Linked DNA regions of Rattus norvegicus: region 2 is linked to region 1. A link is a contact called in public Hi-C data. All regions are on one chromosome and are shown on one strand. Each heading gives the region's core, a stretch centred on a gene start, on an enhancer-like site or on the middle of the called end of the contact. The rest is flanking DNA. Distances are from core to core; before and after follow the strand shown.

The links. A called contact is a pair of places that touch in the nucleus more often than the background predicts.
Region 2: a Hi-C map of kidney shows a contact between it and region 1, with 4 times the contacts expected there. The contact joins the promoter of Cmbl here to the promoter of Ankrd33b in region 1. A contact is called at or near these places in 2 of 12 Hi-C or Micro-C datasets (kidney and liver).

Annotation. Positions count from the first base shown.
Region 1 is chr2:84,067,999-84,070,844 of GRCr8, forward strand. Ankrd33b (ankyrin repeat domain 33B) reads right to left here and starts at 1,581. Exons shown (of 4, transcript NM_001191565.1): 1 at 1,228-1,581. The coding sequence starts at 1,581.
Region 2 is chr2:84,278,795-84,281,494 of GRCr8, forward strand. It overlaps Cmbl (carboxymethylenebutenolidase homolog), which reads left to right and starts at 1,334. Exons shown (of 6, transcript NM_001008770.3): 1 at 1,334-1,353.

The DNA.
Region 1 (2,846 bases), core at 331-2,830:
CCGGAAAACTCGCTTACTTAATCTGAAAGTGGAGCAGAGCAACAGCCCCCTGAGCCTCTCTCCCGCTGTTTGCCAGCTGGAAGAGTCACCACAGACACCAGAGTGGTGCTGACCTCATCAGACCCGTCTCCTGTCATATCACAAGCACAAACCATTCCTCCAAGTTCAAGGTTGTCGGGTTATCAAAAGCAGAAAGGGACACGCTGGCTTCACACTTGCCTAAGCCTGACCCAGACTGCCTTCAGGCACAAAACATTGCGCATATACAGCCCCAGGATAAGCCAAAGGCATCGGGTCTCCAGGTCCCTATATTAAAGCGCAAATTTCCTGTCAGCTGGCGACTCCCAAGCAGAAGCACAGGCGTCCCTAATTTGTGCAAGGCTGAGTCTGCAAAAACCACGGGGCCTCTGGGAACATGGAAATCAGGGGAGGTTGTTTGTCCACCCAGCAGAGACTAATGGGGACACGGCCACAGCGGTCACTTTCCCAGCTAGTGTTCAGTGGGAACATCTCTCCCAACTTTTTTTCTTTTCTCAAACTTTCTTGCTATCTCTGAGTCTCGGCGTAATTAATAGAGACCGCCTCCTACTTTCCTGCGTGCCGACCCTGGTGCGTGACCCTACTGAGCTGAGCAGCACCTGTCCTGCCTGAAGCGTGGCTGCGAGGGTTGGTAGGCTTCGACCCGCAGCAGTGACCTCACATAGAGCTGGCTAGTCGCCGCGCGGGTCACTAGGAAAAGCAAGGAAAAGGGGTGGCTTAGGTAATGAAAGGAACTGTAGCTTCCAAATCCTAATTCGAGCACCAACGTGTTAGACAAGGACAACCAACAGGAGAGGCCGGGTGGACAAATGGGGCTGGAGGTAGGAAAATGTCCCCTGAAAGTGAGTAGAGACCATCACCTACCCGGGCCTGGGGAAAGTAGCAGTTAGGGAGGCACTGAGTGGAAGGGGCACCCCCACCCCTAAAGATGTCAACACATTTCCAGCATAAAGAATTATTCCCCTAGTGAGAATTCGGGGATCCTCGGGGCGGTAAAGGGGAATCTGGATGGAGTAGGAAGCCGGGCAGGACTATCATCCGCCCGCTCCGCAAATGGGGTCCCAATATCGCCTCACGCCACACAGGAAGGAAGCCGTGCTCTGAGCGGCAGTAGATCTAGGATTGGGATGACACGGAAATGCGGGCGAGGGAGGAGAGCGGAGGGGACCGAAACCTGTCGGGACTTACCCGGCCGTTGCGGTCAGTCTCCCGTGCCTCCTCGGAACTAGGTCCGCGCCGCACTAGCGCCCGCAGCAGCCCCACGTCGTTGGCGCAGGCGGCGCGCAGGAGGGTCGCCGACTCAGGGACGCCCTCCGGGACGCTCTCCGCGCACACCGAGCCGCACTCCTCCTCGCCTCCCGGAGGGTAGAAGGAATCGTCCGATGCGATGCTGCGGGTGTCCGGCAGACTCGAGAAGTCTTCGTACTCCTCGTAGTCCGCTGGGTCGTCCCCTGTCTGTACGCTCCGGGGTGGCGTCGGCGACTGTGGGGACAAGCAGCGTGTCCCGCCGCCCTCCGGCCCGGGCCCAGCCAGCAGCACCATGCTGGAGGCCAAGGCGCGGGCCGGGGGCTAAGACTCGGGTTAGAGGGACAAGTACACGAGGCGCGCCCCGGGGTCACCGACCCTTGCCCGCTGCGTTCACACAAGAGCAGGAGTCCCACACGCTCCAGCCCGGCGGAAAGCGGCTCCAAGCGGCTGCGCTCCCGGAGCAAAGTCACTGGCGACTGGAGAAAAGCCCCTTGGGTGGGAGGAGCCGCGGGGGCTTTCCCTGCCCCGTCGGGCGGGGTGAAAGCAAGGCAGAGGGCGGGGCGCCTTCCCCGCTGGAGTCCCGGGCGCAGCGGAGGTCCTCTCCAGACCGCGCCACCACCCCCCCACCCCCGCCCGCTTGGTCCGGAGCAGGGGAAAGCAGGAGCGGGAGATCCAGAAGCTGTAACTCCAGAGGCTGAGAGCCAGCCTGAGAGACAGCCCCCCCCTCCAAGGGCCACTCCCTGGGGACCGAAGCGGAGATGGGGTCCCGAGACACCAAAGGCTAAGCAAGTTTCCAGCGTCGGAAAGTACCCGCACCTGGAGACCCGCCCCTTTCCCACTCCCCACTGAGGACGGTAATCAGCCCCGGGGGCCGAAGGGGCAGCCTTAGGACCTGTCACCTCCCAGGCAGTCGAGTTCTGGACCAGTTGCACTTCTGAGACGCCCTGGAAACTTAACTCTCTTGGAGCATGGAAAGGTGTCCACTCTTGGACGGAGGGTGGAGCTGTCCACTCTGGAGGAAATTCCACCTTGGGGAGAACCTGTTCTATCGACCCTGATCCAAATAAGGGCCGGGGGCTGATTTGGGGGACTAACCCGAAAGAGGCAGGGTCTGCAGAGTCTCTAAGTCACCCAAGCTGGCTGTGGCTGGGAGGTTGATAGGAAAGAAATCTTGGGGAGATGGAAGGGTGATAGGAACCTCACGGGAGGATATCTGGGTGAAGAGGGACAGCACCTGGCCAGAGTCGTGAGGGGGCTCCACTCTCCCTCACCTCTGGTCATTTTCAATGACGGGGAGGGGGGGGGTGGGGAGACGGTAACGCGTCGTGGCAGATGAACCAGAAATGGCCAGAGACCGACCGGCTTTGATCCAGGGCCAGAAACAAACACTTCAAAAACTGAGATTATTGACCATGGAACTGCCTGCTGGGACGTGTGTGGAAGGATTTCTCACCTGTAGCCCCTCACTTTAAAGAGGAGGAGGTGGTGTGACCCTGTTCTAGAGGAAAACCTGTACATCCTAGCTGTGTGTCTCATGAGCCAGCAAAAAGCCACTCACT
Region 2 (2,700 bases), core at 84-2,583, 210 kb after region 1:
ACCATTACAGCCACGCACTCTCTTGGTTCTTTCCCTCTTCCCTTGGTTCTCTTGGCTTTTTCCTCTCTTGTCCCGCCCCTCCTTGCTCCCTCTCTTCTCTCCTCTCATGGCCCGGTCTTTTCTGCTAGCTATGGTCAGTCTGGACGATCGATCTATAACTCCAATCCCAGGGTTCACTGCCCTCTCTGGTTCTCAAAGGGGCACCAGGCATGCAGACATACATATAGGCAAAAGACTATACACATAACATAAAATTTAAAAAGTAAAAAATAGGGACTGGGGAGATGACTTGGTGGTTAAGAGCATTGGCTCTTCTTCCAAAGTACCTGGATTCAATTCCCAGCACCCACATGGCATCTCACAACTGTCTCCACTCGAACAAACATACATGCAGGCAGAACAGCAATGTACATAAATTAGAAATAAATAAATTTTAAAAATTAAAAAATAAATAAATGAAAACAAAAACACAACTAAACCCCCTTCAGACACACCGAAACAAATAAAAAAACATTAAAAAAAACCCTCCATCTTAGAGAAACTGTTTTGTTTTGTTTGCTTTTGTGGAACACTGAAGGGCACCCTCTTATTCCATTGTACACATCTTTTGACGGTTTCAGAAACAGGGAGAGCAATCCTGTCCACCAGAGACTTTCAAAGGAGCTCATGGGCTTTGGATTCCATCCATCTTTCTCAGCGGAGACACTTTTTTTTTTTTTTTTTTTCCCATTGGTTTGCCCTGAGGACAAACGCTGCCCAGAGCAAGGCCTCGAGCCAGCACCCACATCTTTAAGAGACAGAACCGGAAAATTAAGATGGTTTCACTGGCCTTGCCTGAGAGTGTTGGGGGAAGGTTGGGACAAAAGGAAGCTGTTGTCCTTCCATCTTCTTTTCTCAAGGTTTTCTTTCCTTCCTCGCAGACAAACAACCCGAGGCACATGAAGAGAATATGTAAGAGTGTGTGTGTTTGGAGGGTAGGGGAGAGGTAAGTACACAAATATAGTAGCTTATTCCTTGAAATAGCCCGATTGCGACTGACCACAGAGAAGTACGTGTCCGGGTAGACAGGCCCAGGGCATTGTGCCAGGCTCCCTTTCTACCTCCTCAGGGCCTTTGTTTCCCTCCTATCACCACTCTTCCCACCCTGCCCTCTTGCCTCCATCTCGGAGCCAGCCACTTCTCAGTCCTTGCGGACCTGCCCCTCCCCCGGGTTTTCCCGGGAATTCAGGACACTGTCACAGCGTCCACTTCCCCTGCAGACTGAGACTCCTCCCTCCTTCTGCATGTCCCTCCCTACCGGGTCAGCTCCAGGGCGTTTGCCTCCTGCTGACTTGCTCTTCACCATTAGACAAGGTAGGTGCCGGTCACTGGGGACAGACAAGCCTGCTGGACCTTGCTTGTGGGTTTGCAAGAAAGCAAAGGACGTTTGCAGGTGCAGACATGAGGCACTTAAAATTCTATCTTCCAAAATGAACTGCCATATATATTGTCCTGGCAAAAAGGCAAGGGCCACAATGTGAGCCAGCCCTAGGTACCCACCTTTACTTCTGAGTATATTTTTCTGTAGTTATTCAGATGTTAGCTTTTTAAAACAGCGAAGAGCTTGTGGTCAAATAGTGTTCTTGAGAAGAACCGTTCTTCCCTGCCCTTAAATACTATTTTTAGGCTGGGCGTTTTGATTGTATTGGTTTGTTTGTTTGTTTGTTTGTTTGTGAACATGGAGCTGTGAACAAACTGAGCATATTTAGTATATTTGCATTAAATTCAGTAATGTCTGGCAGCAGCCCTTCTGGGTGCGTAGAAGCAGAGAGGTGCTGTCATATAAGAATATGACATCCTAGATGGTGGGTCGATCTTGCCAAGACAGACAGTGTGGTTTTACGCCCCATGGCCACTGGGTCTGGCCCAGGCCCTAAAGAGACTGGCCGATGCAGTTTATATCCACTTGCTGACAGAAAAGGCCACCTGTTGTTTTCAGAGACAGTTTAAAACAAGGTGGTCAGAGTGGAGCCCTGTGCACACACAGGACAGCCTGTTGGGCCTGCAACAGAGAGAACAGGCCAGAGGCATGGCAGTGATTGACATGTTTAAAGAGGTCTCTATGTGCTCCTTAGATTTAGCTTCCTACTTAATGCTGTGGAAATGCGTGCTAAACCATGGACCTTATGCAAATTGCACACATGGTCAGGAAAACTAAGTAGCTGGAGGAGGGACAGCAGAATCACCCATGGCTAGGAGTTGGCTCTGCCTTCCCCAGGGCAGGACTCAAAATCAGGTGCAGTGAAGTTTCTATAACCTTTAACCTGGCAAGCTGCCAGCCCCTCCCTCTCGAACACCAGTTTTCTACAGGATCAAACTTGCCCTTGCACTCTGAGCCCAGGTCTATGATTCCTATTTGCAGGTACTTCCTGCTGCAATCCTGTTTGTGCCCTGAGCTTGTTGAGGTTTTTTTTTTTTTAATTTTTTCTTTTTTGTTTTTGGTTTTTTTTTTTCTTCTTCTCCTATTTCTTTTGGACAACTTCATTGTGTGATCGGACTTCTGAGCTACGCAAATCCTCAGAGCTTCAAATCAGGAAAACTATACTTGGAGACATGCTCTATGACTGTGTCTGACTTCCAGAGAGCAGGGAAAGTGATAGAGTTCTACTCCTGAAAGACTGTTTTCCACAAAAGATGAACATTCACCCAGGTGTAAACAAC